2 separate regions of the Mus musculus genome follow, and region 1 is linked to region 2. The links are chromatin contacts, called in public HiChIP or PLAC-seq maps. All regions are on one chromosome and are shown on one strand. Each heading gives the region's core, a stretch centred on a gene start, on an enhancer-like site or on the middle of the called end of the contact. The rest is flanking DNA. Distances are from core to core; before and after follow the strand shown.

Region 1 (3,812 bases), core at 1,184-3,683, 33 kb after region 2:
GGAGAAGCCCTGTCTAAGTCTGGACAGTCTGCAAGGGAGTGTGTGGCACCTGAGGTTGCTCTTGTTCAAGAGAAAAGGGAGTCCCCTCATCTCAAAGCCCCCAGCTTCCTCTCTTTTTCTTCAAAATGGATTCTCCGCTCATGGGGGAGGGGGGCTATAGATATCATTTGAAACAAAAAAAATGAAGGCAGGGGACTGCATCATCCCAACCCTCTGCCCAGGAATCCCGGGGTGGCTGGTATTTGAAAGGGTTTATGGTCATCTTTTGTTTTTCTGTTTTTAAACACCCAGTCAACCCCTGTAGCTCTTTGCTTTCTAGAGCTCTGAATGCTATCGGTTGACGGTGGTGGATTGATTTCCACACCCCACGATTATTTTTAATTATCTGTGATGTTGTAGGATAGACTTGGGGACTGCAGACTTGACTCTGATCCTGGCCATAGCAACTGTCCCCAGCTCTTTGTCACTGGGGAGGAAACCCCAGTGGTGCAACAGACACTCTGTGTGCCTCAGTTCCTCTATCTGGAAGATGGCTGTGGCCCCAAATTGTCCAGGCTCCCCAAATCAGAAGACCCCAAGGCTTCTGCCCCTTGGGGGAGATGGATGGGTAAAAGTACCCACTCCTGCAAGCTTCACCCTAATGGCCCCCTCTGCAGTCTTTACTCCCCACTATCCCCACCCCCACCCCCAACCAGGAGACCAAGATGGCAACAGGCAAGAAGTGATAGGCTCTGGATCTCTTCCCTCTCTAGGACTGTTAAACAGCTGGAGCTTAATAAATGCTGACTTGTTCACATTGAAACAGTCCCTTCAGCCCTGTCCACCCAAGGATTTGGGAGAGGGACCTCTGTGTACCCCCCCCCTTAATGGCTCATATACAATGCCACTCACTTTCCTCCAAGATCCTCTTCTCTGGGGGGGGGGGGGCAGCATGAAAGGGGAAAATGAGGAACAGAAAAGGATCTGTGCAGCCCCGGGCATGGACCACCACGCCTGTCACACAGCCAGTGCACTGTGGACATCAGATTCTTGGTTTGCTTTGTTTCCAGCCTGATAGCCCAAGCCATTGGTGGGGGCATCCCTTGAGTGAGCGTCAGAGCCCATGGGTGACTCAAGCTCCAGAACAAATGCCAATAACCCTCCCTGGCAGTGAGCAGGGCAAGGGAGGCAGGGGCTGAGGCTGAGTGAAGACACCCTCCTAACACAAGGTCCCCCCAGAGTCTGGCATGGCCACCCTGGTAATCGGTAATCTCTTCTCCACAAACCCAAGGGGTCTTGTTCCCAGGTGCTTTGTGCCTGTAGGGTGCCATCCATGTACCCCTTCTGTCCCCCTTCACTGTCTGCAGGTGGGAAAGGGAGAGAGAGAGAGAGAGAGAGAGAGAGAGAGAGAGAGAGAGAGAGAGAGAGAGAGAGAGATCCTAGGCTAGCTATCTCAGTCTGAAAAAAAAAAAAAAACCCCAAACCCAAGCTGGTCTAGAGATGACCAGTCTCAGACAAGACATCCTTAGACCCCAGAGATATTGGGGACAGGAAGTAGCCAATTACACGGGACTTAGGAGGAATTTTCCCCTCTCTCTTCCCCCCCTCTCTGTCATCTTTTCCATGTGTAGCCCTGACTGTCCTTGAATCCAGTTCTGTAGACCAGGCTGACCTTGAACTCAGAAATCCACCTGCCTCTGCCTCCCAAGTGCCGAGATTAAAGGCATGTGCCACTACACCGGACCTTGGAGGAATTTATGTTTGCTTTGATGCAAAGACTCACTATAAAGCCCTTGCCTGACTGGAACTTGCTACATAGACCAGGCTAGCCTCCAAATTAACGATCCACCTGCCTCTGTCTTCCCAATCCTGGGCCTAAAAACCACTAAAGTCCCTGTTAAGAAAGATTTCTGCAGGGCAATTACATTGCACAATTGAAGAAACAGAGGCCCAAATGCCCAAATGCCTGCTTTTCCTTGTGCTTGAGGCCAATGTGTGATTGTTCTGGGGACCTACTAATAGCCCCACTTCATCCCAAAAGAGGTTTTGAAATCTTTGTGTGCATACGGGGAAAACAGCCCATCTTTCTGAGAGTGTCAACAGAGTTGGGGGGCGTTTGTAGCCACACTTCAGGAACTGGGGGCGGGTAGGGGCAGAAGGGGGAATGTACAGGACAGAGAATCAAAGACGCTGATATGAGAACACACACACACACTCACTCACACTCACACAGAGCCAGGACTAGCGGTCCCCCACCCCAATCCCTCAGGTTCTTCTCAGGGCAAGGAGAATGGGGAGACCCAAGAAGCCAGCCTGGTGCTCCAAGGGGTTTGGCGGGTGCAGGCGGAGCGATGGGCGGGGGCGCTGACGTCAGACCCGGGCCGGGGCGCCGGCGGCGGCCGCCCCGCCACATCCTGGTGGCCGCTGCTCGCAGCAGCCGAAGCCGAGCGAGAGCACTGAACAAGCGGGACAGTAGCAGCCGCCGCCACCAGGAGCGTCGGCCAGTGCGTGGGGACCATGCTGCGGCCTTGAGCACACACGAAGAGGACACCCAGGATGGAGTTGAGCTTGGAGAGCCTCGGGGGGCTGCACGGGGTGACACACGCGCAAGCCGGCGAGCTGCTGAGCCCGGGCCACGCGCGCTCCGCCGCGGCCCAACACCGAAGCCTAGTGGCATCGGGGCGCCCAGGCCTGGTGGCCGGCATGGCTAGCCTGCTGGACGGTGGTGGCGCCGGGGGCGGGGGCGCCGGGGGCGCGGGGGCTGCAGGGGCCGCGGGTGGTGGCCCTGACTTCCGTGGGGAGCTGGCTGGCCCCCTGCACCCGGCCATGGGTATGGCGTGCGAGGCCCCAGGTTTGGGTGGCACCTACACCACGCTCACGCCCTTGCAGCACCTGCCGCCGCTGGCCGCCGTGGCCGATAAGTTCCACCAGCACGCGGTGGCTGGGGCGCACGGAGGCCATCCACACGCTCACCCTCACCCGGCCACCGCGCCGCCACCGCCCCCTCCGCAGCGCCTGGCGGCCAGCGTGAGCGGCAGCTTCACCCTCATGCGCGACGAGCGGGCGGCGCTGGCCTCGGTGGGCCACCTCTACGGGCCTTATGGCAAGGAGCTGCCCACCATGGGGTCGCCACTGTCGCCGCTGCCCAGCGCGCTGCCCCCCGCTCTGCACAGCGCCCCGCAGCCGCCGCCGCCGCCACCGCTCGCCGCTTACGGGGCTCCGGGCCACCTGGCCGGGGACAAACTACTGCCACCTGCCGCCTTCGAGCCACACGCGGCGCTTCTGGGGCGCGCAGAGGACGCGCTGGCCCGAGGGCTGCCTGGAGGCGGCGGCGGCGCGGGAGGCGGCGGGGCGGCCGGCGGGGCGGCCGCGGGTTTGCTGGCTCCGCTGGGCGGGCTGGCTGCGGCCGGGGCGCACGGGCCTCACTCAGGCGGCGGTGGCCCCGGAGGGGGCGGTGGCGCTGGCGGCGGCAGCGGCGGCCCGGGAGCCGGCGCTGCAGCCGAAGAGATCAACACCAAAGAGGTGGCCCAGCGCATCACCGCCGAGCTGAAGCGCTACAGCATCCCGCAGGCCATCTTCGCGCAGCGCATCCTGTGCCGCTCGCAGGGCACGCTCTCCGACCTGCTGCGCAACCCGAAGCCCTGGAGCAAGCTCAAATCCGGCCGCGAGACCTTCCGCAGGATGTGGAAGTGGCTGCAGGAGCCGGAGTTCCAGCGCATGTCGGCGCTGCGCCTGGCAGGTAGGGACAAGGGCCCCTGAGGCTCGATCCTGGGGGACATGGTTGGCACAGGATGAAGGACCTTGGCTAGTGCGTCCTGCCAGCCTAGAGGGGG
Region 2 (3,419 bases), core at 499-2,998:
GACTTGTTTTGGAGCCAGAGGCTCTCACTGGCCTGGAGCTCAGCTCAGATGGCTGGCAGGGCCCGTGGTGATCCTTCTGCTCCTGTCTTCCCAGTGCTGGGATGGCAGGCACTCACCACATGTGCAGCTGGTGCCAGGTGTGGATCAGGGTCTTCCTGCTCGAAAGGCAAGCCTTCGCCTCCTGCCTTCACCTCTGCTGAGCCTCCACCCACCCTCCCTTTGCTTTTTTTTTTTTTTTTTTTTGAGACACTGTTTTTCTGTGTAGTCCTGGTTGTCCTGGAACTCACTCTGTAGACCAGGCTGGCCTTGAACTCACAGAGATCCACCTGCCTCTGCCTCCCAAGTGCTGGGACTAAAGGTGTGCACCACCATGTCCAGCAAGCCTCTTATTTTTAAAAATATATTATTGATGTTGTTTGACCCAGGACCTAACTCTGTAGCTCAGACTGGCCTCTATCTCTGAGACTGCCCTGCCTCAGCCTCTGAGTACTGAGATAACAGGGCGCACGGTTGCACCTGGTGCTAATGGTGGGGAAGGGGTTTGTAGTTACTCAGTTCAGAGATCTCATTTACAAAATAATCCAGACGTGCCACGTGGTGTATAGCAGGTTCTCTTCTGAGCTGGGCCCAACAAACAAGCTGACTCAGCATTCTAGACCTGGAGACACCGGTCTCCTTCACTTTTAACCCTTGGACCCTCTTCAGGGACATGGGTCTGTTATACAAAGATGTGGGAAGGCCTGGACTAGGGTCAGTGCAGTCGGTGTATGCCAAACTAGCAGCCTCCTGCCAAGGCACAGGGCATGGGGACTGTCCCCTTTCACATGACTGAACATGAAGCTTGACCAGGGCAAGCTAGGTAGGCTTGGGATCCAGTTCTGTCTGGTTCTGAGGACTGAGCTTGCCCTAGACAGACCCAGGGTAAGTCCCAGGCTTTCAAGTCCCAGGACAAACATATCCCACTGGGAGCTGCATTCCTCTATCCCTACATCCTGTCAGAGTGGAGTCTCTGAGGCTTCTTTTGGGTGATCAGAGAGGTTGGGGTAGAGACTGGGAGCAACCCAGCATGCTGACAGGGCTGTGTTCTCTGAGTGGTGGCAATTCCCAGAGGATCACAGATCACAGAGACAGAAATATCCGCAGGTGGGGAGAACCTGAGGCCAGTGCTGCGTGGCCCGTCCCAGTGGTACTCCACCTCGGCCACAGCAGATCAGTAGCTGGTCAGGCAAATGTGCTGTGGCCAGATCAACTGCAGGCTGCCCACACAGGGTGTCTGGCTTCTGAGAGTTCTGGAAGGTTCTCCCGGCTTCTCCCTCCCTCCCCCCTTCACTGTGTATCTTTCTGGCTCATTTTTTCCCCTCTTTCCTGTCTTTTGTTGTTTTGGTTTGCAGAGGCATGGGCTCACTCTGTAGCCCAGAATGGCCTTGGAACTCACAGCAATTCCCCTGCATTAGCCTTCCAAATACTGAGGTTTCAGGTATTCAGCACTGCTCAGGGACCAGCCGAGTCTGTCTTCTTCCTTGTGCTTCTTGGACCCTGAAGGAGAAGCTGAGATCTCTAGAAAATTCCTCCCGAGGGCTGAGGCTCAGGAGGTGAGGGACCCCCCTGGCAGGCAGGAAGCCCCGAAGCTGAGGGAAATGAAGGCCCCTGTGGTAGGGGTTCTTCCGGGTTCGCATCCATGAAGACCCATCTGTTACCTCATGGTCTTGGCTTCCCGGGAATCCCTGCTCTGTGGTTTTGGCTGCACCAGTCTGTGGTCTGAGGAACCCACAGTGAAGTAGATGGCCATCTAGAGAGACCGGGGCTAACAGGAGACTCTGCCTGGAGCGAGGGGTGAGGCTCTATAGAACTGCTGATAGAACAGTGTGTCCAGGGGGATCCTTTGGACTGAACCCCAATGTATCTCATTGAGCAAAACCCATGAGGCCAGAGAGTCCAGTCAAAGCCCCAAGGGGCACGCTTGCAAGTAAGTGCTGTCTCCGTTTGATTTTATTTTGTGAGAATGTTCATGTGAATGGAAGCCAGAGGTGATGTCATGAGTGTTTCTGTTGCTCCTAGTTTTGAGTTTTTTACTATAAAAATTACATTTATTTATTGTGTTTTGTGTGTGTGTGTGTGTGTGTGTGTGTGTGTGTGTGTGAGAGAGAGAGAGAGAGAGAGAGAGAGATGAAAGGGTAGTTTGCCCATGGTTGGTGCTCTCCTTCAGTCTTGGAGTCTTGGGGATTGAACTCAGGTGGCCAGGATTGGCTGCAAGCCCCTGCTGTGCCCTCTTGCCACCCCTTCCTTGCTTTTGAAGACATAATGCTTCACTGAAGCTGGGGATCCCATGAGGTTGAGCTGTCTGGTGGGTGCTCAGCATGAGGCCTGGAACCCAGGTCTTCACCATGGTGACTGACACCTTGTCTGTCCTTTGAGCCCTCACCCCTCTCAGATACACTCACGCAGCCTCCAGTTTGCCATCCCCCATCACAAGTCACCAGGGCACTTGCTGACAAACCACCCTGAGTACATCTGAAAAATAGATTTGCTTTTATTTTTGATTTTTTAAGGGGTTAGTCACATAGGGCAGTCTGGAACCAACCAGGCTAGACCCCAACTCACAGCCACTGTCCTGCCTCCACCTCCCAAGTGGCTAGAATTACAGGCACGTTGTAGCCCTCCAAGCCCAGATTTTGTTTTTGAGACAGCGCTAACCCTGTAGTTCAGTCTATCCTAGAATACAAGATCTTCCTGCATCAGCCTTCAAATGCTGAGGTGACAGGTGTGTGCTCCACACGTGACTGAAAATGTCTGTTTTAAAGCAACATAGAGCTTGAACTTGCTTGCAGTGAAATATCAGGTTGGATCCTTGGTTCCAAAAAGCAGAGCTCCTACTAGTGGGGTGACAGACTCTGCTGCTCTGTGACAGCCATCACATCGGGGCCCATTTCTGCTTATCACAGGCACTTGGAGCCTCCAGAGCACATGGCAGAGGACCTAGGGTCTCTTCCCATCATCCTCAGTGGAGGTCAGGGGTAAAATAATCTGGGTCGATTGTTTCACAGACATAGACAGAAATATGAGGAAAAGTGGATGGATGGATGGATGGATAGATGGATGGATGGATGGATGGATGGATAGGTGGATAGATGAGTGGGTGGATGGGTAGATGGATGGGTGGGTAGGTGGATAGATGGGTCGGTGGTGGAGGGCAGAAAGGTAGGAGATGGATAGAATCCCTCTATTGTCTTCACAACTCTTTTTTAAAGTATATTATTGTGAAATAAAAAGTGTGTGTGTGTGTGTGTGTGTGTGTGTGTGTGTGTGTGTAACAGTTTTGATAAAGGACTGTTTCTCAGTATGGAAAGAACACTTAAGATCAGTAGGACTGGAATATTTGTGGCTCAGCAGTGGAATGCTCCATACTGAAATATAACACA

Evidence for each region. HiChIP or PLAC-seq counts read pairs in DNA pulled down with a chosen protein or histone mark.
Region 1: a contact with region 2 is called in an HNF4G HiChIP or PLAC-seq map of pancreatic cancer cells. The contact joins the promoter of Onecut3 here to the enhancer-like site in region 2. A contact is called at or near these places in 21 of 39 promoter capture datasets (the 3T3-L1 cell line, 3T3-L1-derived adipocytes, the C10 cell line and 14 more), 3 of 15 datasets of contacts at CTCF or cohesin (CD8 T cells, the NIH/3T3 cell line and large pre-B cells), 42 of 484 Hi-C or Micro-C datasets (B cells, the C2C12 cell line, CD4 T cells and 25 more), 28 of 115 datasets of contacts at active chromatin or transcription factors (the 230-238 cell line, CD8 T cells, the SCID.adh cell line and 19 more) and 3 of 9 other capture datasets (adipose tissue, macrophages and pancreatic islet).

Annotation. Positions count from the first base shown.
Region 1 is chr10:80,492,473-80,496,284 of GRCm38.p6, forward strand. It overlaps Onecut3 (one cut domain, family member 3), which reads left to right and starts at 2,434. Exons shown (of 2, transcript NM_139226.3): 1 at 2,434-3,718. The coding sequence starts at 2,536.
Region 2 is chr10:80,459,808-80,463,226 of GRCm38.p6, forward strand. No RefSeq gene overlaps it. Among named protein-coding and RNA genes, the nearest start is that of Gm40716, 14 kb to the right of the region's middle. Within about 2 kb of position 1,749, at least 11 of the 459 cell types and tissues checked have an H3K27ac peak or open chromatin away from gene starts, as enhancers often do. A contact at or near this core is called in the C2C12 cell line, embryonic fibroblasts and pancreatic cancer cells, where this site is marked.